Linked DNA regions of Mus musculus: all the other regions are linked to region 3. The links are chromatin contacts, called in public Hi-C and promoter capture Hi-C maps. All regions are on one chromosome and are shown on one strand. The core of a region is the stretch at or near the end of the contact, and the rest is flanking DNA. Distances in the headings are between cores, read along the strand shown.

Evidence for each region. Promoter capture Hi-C pulls out the DNA fragments that hold promoters and counts their contacts. A called contact is a pair of places that touch in the nucleus more often than the background predicts.
Region 1: a promoter capture Hi-C map of pre-B cells shows a contact between it and region 3, with 2.7 times the contacts expected there. The contact joins the promoter of Fntb here to the promoter of Ppp2r5e in region 3.
Region 2: a contact with region 3 is called in a Hi-C map of cortical neurons, with 3 times the contacts expected there. The contact joins the enhancer-like site here to the promoter of Ppp2r5e in region 3. A contact is called at or near these places in 10 of 39 promoter capture datasets (the 3T3-L1 cell line, cranial neural crest, frontonasal cranial neural crest and 5 more), 5 of 484 Hi-C or Micro-C datasets (cerebellum, cortical neurons, nephron progenitors and 1 more), 9 of 115 datasets of contacts at active chromatin or transcription factors (SST interneurons, astrocytes, embryonic forebrain and 5 more) and 2 of 9 other capture datasets (embryonic stem cells and pancreatic islet).

What each region holds. Positions count from the first base shown.
Region 1 is chr12:76,836,143-76,838,842 of GRCm38.p6, reverse strand. It overlaps Fntb (farnesyltransferase, CAAX box, beta), which reads right to left and starts at 1,376. Exons shown (of 12, transcript NM_145927.2): 1 at 1,192-1,376. The coding sequence starts at 1,335.
Region 2 is chr12:74,325,404-74,328,103 of GRCm38.p6, reverse strand. No RefSeq gene overlaps it. Among named protein-coding and RNA genes, the nearest start is that of Gm34552, 9.6 kb to the right of the region's middle. Within about 2 kb of position 1,268, at least 6 of the 459 cell types and tissues checked have an H3K27ac peak or open chromatin away from gene starts, as enhancers often do. A contact at or near this core is called in cortical neurons, where this site is marked.
Region 3 is chr12:75,594,966-75,597,665 of GRCm38.p6, reverse strand. Ppp2r5e (protein phosphatase 2, regulatory subunit B', epsilon) reads left to right here and starts at 1,434. Exons shown (of 14, transcript NM_012024.3): 1 at 1,434-2,031.

The sequences.
Region 1 (2,700 bases), core at 127-2,626, 1.2 Mb before region 3:
ATTGACTCAAAGATTAAAACAGTCCCTCTGCTACTAGGTGAATAACCATGTGTCCAATCCCTTGTTCTGTTATGAATCTTTAGGGCAAGAGAGATGGCTCAGTGGGTAGAGGTGCTTCCTATGCAAGCCTGCCAACTTCAGTTGGATCTTCCGAACCCACATATTGTGTGTCCTGGTATCAACACGTACAAACACATGCCATACACACATTCGCACACATAAAAACTGAAATTTTTATACAGTCATTATTTGCTGCTAGTTTTGCCTAAATAGAGGCTCACAGCTTTAAGATAAGATGAAGCCGGTCCCTCCACAGTTAAGCCTGAGTAGTGATCTTAGTAAGATCTTATTTTAGTAAGTGGCTGAATGCCTATTCCTTAGCGACAGGACTCATCCTGACCACTTCTAGTAACAGATGGGTAAACAGCTCTACAACAACCGATTTGGGAACAATTCCAAATGGAGAGTGAGAAAAATGTAAGCTATCAACTCACTACTCACACCTTAAAACACTTTTCAAAATGGCATGTCTGGTACACTCTAGGCCTTAGTGAATCACAAGCAGTTCAAACTCCATACTTTTTTGTGCTTTCCGAACTATACAGTTTTCCAGTCTGTCTTGCCCAACCAGGCTCTTGCCTAGGGGCTGTTATCTTTTTCTGTATTTCCAGCGTTCAACAGCAAGTGCTCAAATGGTTACCCACCACGAGGTAGGCCTCAACCTGACCCAATAGGTCAGAAATTAAATCGATTTAGGGATGACATGACCACAGTCCGGCCGTTCGATCCCCTAGATGTCCGGAAACTGCGAACATGTGAAGAAAAGTGAGCGGTCGGTCCTAGAACCTCAAGACATCTAAACAGAACGGAGCGGACTACCTGGTCCGCCCAGGCTGCTGTGGACTCCAGACACGAAACAAGATCCTTTACAACGTCCGAAGCAGAGAGATCAGGGGTACTGTCCTGTTCTCCAAACCCAGCCCTGACAACAACCCTCTCCTACCCAAGTAAGCCCCGAAAACGCTCCACTCGGAAGCCCCAGTCTGGGCGCCTAGAGCTCGGGGGCGGGGGCGCAGTGCACTACGGGAGTTGTAGTTCCATGGAGAGTTTTGCCCCGAGACGGGCTTACAAAAGGGACTCCTACTCCCAGAAGGCCCCGCGCGGGCGCCTCGCCCAGTCCTGCCACCTCACCTGTTCTATGGATGTGACTGTTTCCACTGAGTCGTCTTGCAACCGCTCCCGCACGTGCTCAGGTCTCAGACTATACAGCGGTTCTGACCAAACAGGGGAGGAAGATGGAGGACAATAATAGGTGAAGGAACTCGAAGAAGCCATGATCGGGAGAGCTGCGAGCGCTGTATAGGACTCAGCTTCATCCAGCAACAACGCGCATTGAAACTCGAGCGGGCTAAGGCGCTACGGAAAGTCCGTAGAGTCAAAAAGATTTTGAACGCGAATCTCTCCTCCCACCTACACATCTTCAAGAAGTGAGTTACTGGGATACTGCCGCCCCCCGTCGGACAGATGAGCTGCTGCAGGAGATCAGCTTTCTGGAGAAAGGAGATCTAGGATGCCTCGGTTCGTTATGCAAATAATAAAAAAGAAAACGTCAACGTTTCGCTCTCGCCTAATTGTAATGCAGTAGCTTGCGATTTCAGCTGTTCAAGAACCCTAAGAATGTAACCTAAAAAAAAAAAAAAAAAAAAAAAGCATTTCTGACATCTCTCTTGAGTACCTCAGTCACGCTATTAACTAATAGAATTACCATGCACCTTTGGGTCCTTGACAGCCTCTTAGGAGAAGCCTCAGCTTTTCTGTGCATTAGCAGAATTGCAGGTCTCAATACTCAGAGATAGAGAAATGTAGTACTGTAATTTTCTCCTTTGGAGGTTACAGTGCAATGGCAGAAACTAAAAGAAACTAAAATACCATAGAAGAAATGAGTGTAAATGCATCATCCAAAGAAATATCAACAAATATTCATGGAGCTCCTGCTACTTGTTCCGTGCCAGAGCCCAGGAATGCAGAAGTGAACAAAATTACAATGCCCTTTTCCTTAGATTACATCTGAATTTCATTTTTGAGGAATAGGCAGAATTAAATAAGTGAACATAAATATTTGACAGCTTCCAATTATGGTATGACAGAAAATAATAATAGAGTCAGGCCTGGACGGGTGGCTCAGCAGGGGCTGCAGCGCCACAGGATTCCAAGCAGCCACCTGGAGACTTACAGCCACCCATAACTCCAGGTCCAGAGGATCTGACGCCCTTTTCTGGCCTCCACAGACAACATACACACAAGTAATGCACATGTGCACATGCAGGCAAAATACCCATACACGTTTTTAATGTTACTGTTTCATATATATATACATACGTATATATTTGAAAATGATTTTTTCATGCAATATATTCAAATCACAGTTTCCCTCACCCAAATCCTCCCAATTTCCCCATCCACCCAACTCCACATCTTCTCTCTCTCTCTCTCTCTCTCTCTCTCTCTCTCTCTCTCTCTCTCTTCAGAAACAATTAAACAAAAAAAGGAAACAAACTAGAACTTTAAAGAAAAGAGAAGGCACAGTAAATACAGGCTCACACACAGAATGAAATTTTTCGAAATTAGAAAGGAAAGAAAATAAAAATGTCTTTGAAACTGACAGAAGAAACTGAGTTCTAATTAAATTTGGTGGCTGAG
Region 2 (2,700 bases), core at 19-2,518, 1.3 Mb after region 3:
CATGTCCAAAAAAAATGTGAGTTAGGAACAAAACTGTTGTTTATGTGAGTATGTCTCAGGAAAAGAGAGCAATTATTTTTTTCCAGTTTAACACTACTTGATAAATACTAATTAACTAACATCAAAATCCAATCATTTTAACATTAAGGCCATAATATGTCAATTTTAATGTCTTATTTAGAAGAAATAGCCTCTCATTAAAAGGGGTAGAAACATATAGTCCCCACTCTGTCAGGATCTGTCTGTTCAAATGTTTCTAGAGCCCATTCCACATGCCAGGTGCTGAGCACGGAGTGCTTATGTATGCACCCATCACGCAGAAAGTTATGTATGCACCCTTCATACAGAAAGCACTGTACCCACGTGGCTCGTCTCCCAAGCTTTCTCACCCCTATGATTCCATGTTGTTTCTCCTTCTCCGGCCAGCTTGCTCGCCCACCCTAGAGTTGGGCATGTTTGGATGGAGAAGATGTCCCTGTGGACCTGTCACCACCCAGATCCTCCCTCAGGAAGGAAGGACAAGTCCTGCTGCCAGCCTGCTCTAGAGAGTGGATAACCTGTGGGGAAGGGAGGTCCGCTAGAGCCAGACCTCGATTGAGTACAGCCCATACCTAAAGTCAGATCAGTGTGGGTCCATACAGGCCTCAGCAGAACCATGCTATTATCAGAGCTCATCAGAGACTCTTTGTGTCTCTCTGTCTCTGTTTCACTCACATCCCCTCCATCCTTTCCTCCTTCTTCCCCTCTCTCCATTTTGTCCACAAGGAACAATCTCAAGGCCATTACCAAAAGCATCCTTTAATAAGCCTTTAATAAGCCTCTGAACTCCTCTCTCTCACCTTACAGCCAGCTTTCCAGGGGGATCACTTTGCAAGCCCTCAGTCCAAGGAGCGATGCCAAATGGCAGAAATGCCAAGGTGAGAGTTTCTGACAACCTCTCCTGCCTTTAAGGGTGAGAAGTCTAGGACTGTGCACAGAGTGAGGACAGTGCCTCTCTGCTGTATCAGCGACTCTTGAGTACAGCACTTTCTGTATGCTGCGTGGATGACTCTGCCCTGAGCACCTGGAACAGCACCTGGGATGCAGAGTAGGTCTGAGAAACATTTGAACAAATGTCTGTTACTTTCTGCCCCCAGAGAATAGCATAATTTCTGGAACTAAAGTGGCTGGGATGCATAGATTTTGAGGAAATAGCTACCATAAGGACAGTAGAATTCGGTAGCTACTGCCATCTGTTGATGCCCTAGAAAAGAAATCACAAAAAGCTGAGATGAATAAATTGACAATGGCTAAATATAAAAGGCAAAATACTTGGTGGCAAAATAGATTCTTATCGCCTCAGAAGGGGAGCAGAAAAAGCTGTGAACCCCGCAGTGGAACAACCAGTGTCCACAGAAGATGAAAGCCAAGGAAGAAAACTGCTCTCCCACAATCAAAGTATAGACAAGAAAAGAACAGGATGCAGACACATGGGACAGGGACATCAGGCTAATGGACTACAAGATCTCGAGTCTCCAGACCCATGCAATCCTGTGCCTACGAACGTGGCTCAACCCCTCAGTTATGGGATGTCACTCAGTTTGCTTAAGGACCACGATAGAGATCCTGTTCACACAATGGAACATATGCCCTCTCAAGATTTGCCCCGATCCTTCCTTCCCACTTGGTCGATAAATATTGTTAAGTCACAGCATAACTCAGTTGAGAACATGGTGAAATAAAGAGGGGAGTTTACCCTGAAATAACTGCATGATGTGGAAGTGGCCAGAAACCTAGAAATAGGGCAAGGTTTTGAATGTTCTAGACCAAGATGGATAAAACAAATTTGAATAAACACTTATGAAATTGAGAGCAATTTGTTATGACACAGCATAACCTTGGCAAGGATACCTTGGAAACGGTGCAGACATGTGACTAAGATACCTTCTCAGAACATGAACATGGTTATGGGCCCACAGTGAAATAACATCATAATTACCTTAAGGCAATGGCAGGGGAGATGCAAAAGTATGAAGATGGGATTATCAAAATGGGAATGCAAAGCCAGAAAATCTAACAGGATGCTCTGTTTCATAGGAAGGTTATATGATAACAAAGCAATAAGAAACTTCTAGTTCAATGGGCAATAGCTTGGTCATGGTATCTCCACATAGGCCATAGCCTAGTGCAACAATTGATTCCTAAGGCTTACCAATACCAAAAGCATTCTTCATCTTTGGAATGGTGGATGCCATGTTGCCCAGAACTTAACAAGAAGAAGGCATATAAATTATTATAATTTGTGACAACAAAGTACAGACAAGAGAGAGCCAGGCCTATGGACATGGCCACTCAATAGCAGCTCCCTGAGAGAGCGCCAGATGCCAGTCCACACAGATAGTCTAGCTGTATCACCAGAGGAAACCCAAGAGTTGGAAGGCTGTCCTCCAGTCTCCAGATCTGAGCCAGGCTCTACAACAAGAAGCTACTGATGAAGGAGACACCAGTCCTCCGGGAGGAAGAATGCAGTACCTTTACCAAGAATAAATGTCCCAGTCTCTTCCAAAAGAGACTTAAGCAACTACTCAGGAGATAGGAAAACATTAGGAACCGATGTAATACTAAGTTTAAATATTCAGCCTACATGAATGACTGGCCAACAAAATTCTTAGACCTCAGCTCCAGAGAATTCTAAAGGGTCAGCCCAGACCCATGGCTCCC
Region 3 (2,700 bases), core at 185-2,684:
GGGTAAAAATGGCCACTCAGTCAGTCAGTCAGCAGCCAGTCTTCTGGGGTCTGCTTTCGTATAAGCCATCTTTCCCATTTCAGTTCAGGGCAGTAACATTCTCTTTCATAGTACAGAATTATTTTTCTACCCAACAGGATAGAAATTTGCAACAAACCAGAAACGCAAACGCATGGTTAGCACTTGTGGGTATGATACAGAGAGCTTTATAAATGTATATTCCTTAACTGTACAGAACATGACATGATACTGAGAGGAAAAACTCGGCTACAGGATGAAGCATTTTGAGTTTGAAAAAGAATATACATACATGTGTGTATGTATGTATACATACATATATATATACATATATATATATATACTTGTGTGTATATACATATATGAAATATAATACTAAAACTACATCAAAATGACTGGTTATTTTGGGTTTATGGATTATAATATTATTTCTCCTGTATTTCCCCTCCCAGATTTCCAAATTTTGAGCAGCTGGTAGTTTGATCTTTGTAGTTAGTATTTTTTTCTTCTTTTAACTATTGTACGTAGCCTGCATTCAAATTGATTGATGGTCTAAGAATATTCTTTGGAAACGTACCATTTGGCCTAGGGTTCACCAATGATGCAAAAACATGTATGTATTTTCGTCCTCGTTCTAGATAGAGGTAAGTCTTCTGTTTAAACTCAGACTCAAACTATCAATTAAAATCTGTCGAGTTGGGGGCTGGGTATTTCGGAGTCCTGAAAGGGCGAATGCGGGTATTCTGAATGGGAGACTGCAGAGTTGCCATCTGCATTAACTCCCGGAGCGCGGGCCCCCGCCGAGCCTGGCAGGGGCATCAGAGAGCTGATATTCAGAACTGGCTTTTGGGGGGACCAGGTGAGAGTCCAACCGGTGGCCAGGCCTCCCACGAGTTGAGCGAAGGACAGCCACTGGGGTATTTTTCTGCCGGCTTCCATGGCCGCGTTTACACAGGGCTCAGGGGGCCGTGGGTTCCGTGCGGAGTGGGGCTTGCGGGCTGAACCGTGAGGCACCAGGACGGCCGCCCTGTGGCCTTCGGATACCCGGGTGAAGACGCTCGCGGTCCACAGGGTTCCGCCTGGCGGAAGCTCCAGTCTCGGGCGCGCCCGCCGAGCTCTCCTCAGGCCTAGCAGACGCCGCAGTACCCCCACTTCAGGCGCCCTGGCGGAAACGGCGGCCCGGTCGCCCGAGCTCACGGTAGCATCCGGGTCCCCCGCGCCTCGCCCAATCGAGGGCCCCGTCCCTTCACACCCTCCTGTTTCCCCGCCCCCCCGCGCCGCCAATCCCCGACCAGCTCTCAGCCGAACGTGCTGGCCTGGGAGTGAAGGCGCGCGCCGGCCAATGAAGTCTCGCTTCCCGTTTGAAGTCTCCAGTGGGCGGGCGTCGGAGGCGGGCTCTGCTAGCCAGGAGGTTCGGTTGCGCCTGTGCCATGGACTCAGCCGCCCGGTGATATTGACAATAGGAGAGAGAAAGGGGCATTGACGGGGACCCTGCGCGGGTAGCGAACGGCGGCTCTGGCAGCGGCGGCTCAGGCGGCTCCAACTCTTCCTCCCGACTCCCGCGCTTGCTGCCGCTGCAAATCCAGGCTTCCTCCCTCCTCCCCCTCCCCGCGTCGCCGCCGCCGCCGCCGCCGCCACCACCGCCGCCGGGTCCGGTGCAACGAGCAGAGGCGCCGCCCGCCGGGAATGTGAACGAAGAGCCACCGGCCGCGCCGCAACCGGGTCGGTGCCGATTTGATGGGACGGGCCCGCGGGGGAGGCTCGTGAGGCCGCCGCTGCCACTGCCGGAGCGCTGAGGTTAGGGGCCAGCCGAGAGGCCTAGAAACACTGCCGCTACCGCGGAACCGGAGGGACGTCGCCCCGGACGGCCGTAGTAGCCCGGGGCTCTCCGCCGCTGCCTGGACCTCCCCCCGTGCGTCCCGGGCCGTCGCCCGCCCCCGCCGCGGCCCCTAGCTCGCAGCCCACTCCGCGCAGCCACAGATCATCTTCCGATTCTTTCCCAGGAGCTTCAAGGTAACTTCAGCTTCGGGTCCCGCGGCTTGCCTCCCGGGGAACCCGCGGAGCGGCGGGCTCGGGAAGGCCGGGCCCAGGCAGCTGAGGGGTGCGGCGGGGTGGGGGGAGCGGGAGCAAGCGCCCGGCCCACTTGTCTGATCTACCTGCAGAGGCTTTGGAGGCCAGCACCTCTCTTCTCCTCGGCCTCGCCGGCTCCTTTTCCTCCCTCTTTTGAGGCGTTTTCTTGCCCCCCCCCCGGCGGGGGCGGGGGAGCAGGGAGGAAGATTCCGTGGCCGCGCAGCTTCTCCAGGGCTTGGGGTTTATGTGAACATACCTGCAGACAAACAGGCCACTTCCCTGTTTTCATACCTCCCCCTTGGAAAAGCCCCAGTAGTGTGCTCTTTAGAGAATGCTAACGCTTTGGGTGCAGTGGCCCAGGTGAAACCTGTTTCCCTGGGCTTTGCAGGGACCCCGCTGTTACCATCATTTCTGCAATGCTTTGAGTTGAGATCCTTGACATTTTATTCAGAGCTGCGCGCATAAGAGGCAAATGATGAAAAAGAAAGCTGCCTATAGATCATCGTTAGAGATGAGAGAAGAGAAATAGAGACAGAATGAGGGATGGGGGGAACGAGGCTTACAGAAATCTGTGTTGCTAGGGTTAGAGTGAAATCTAAATAATTCCCAGAT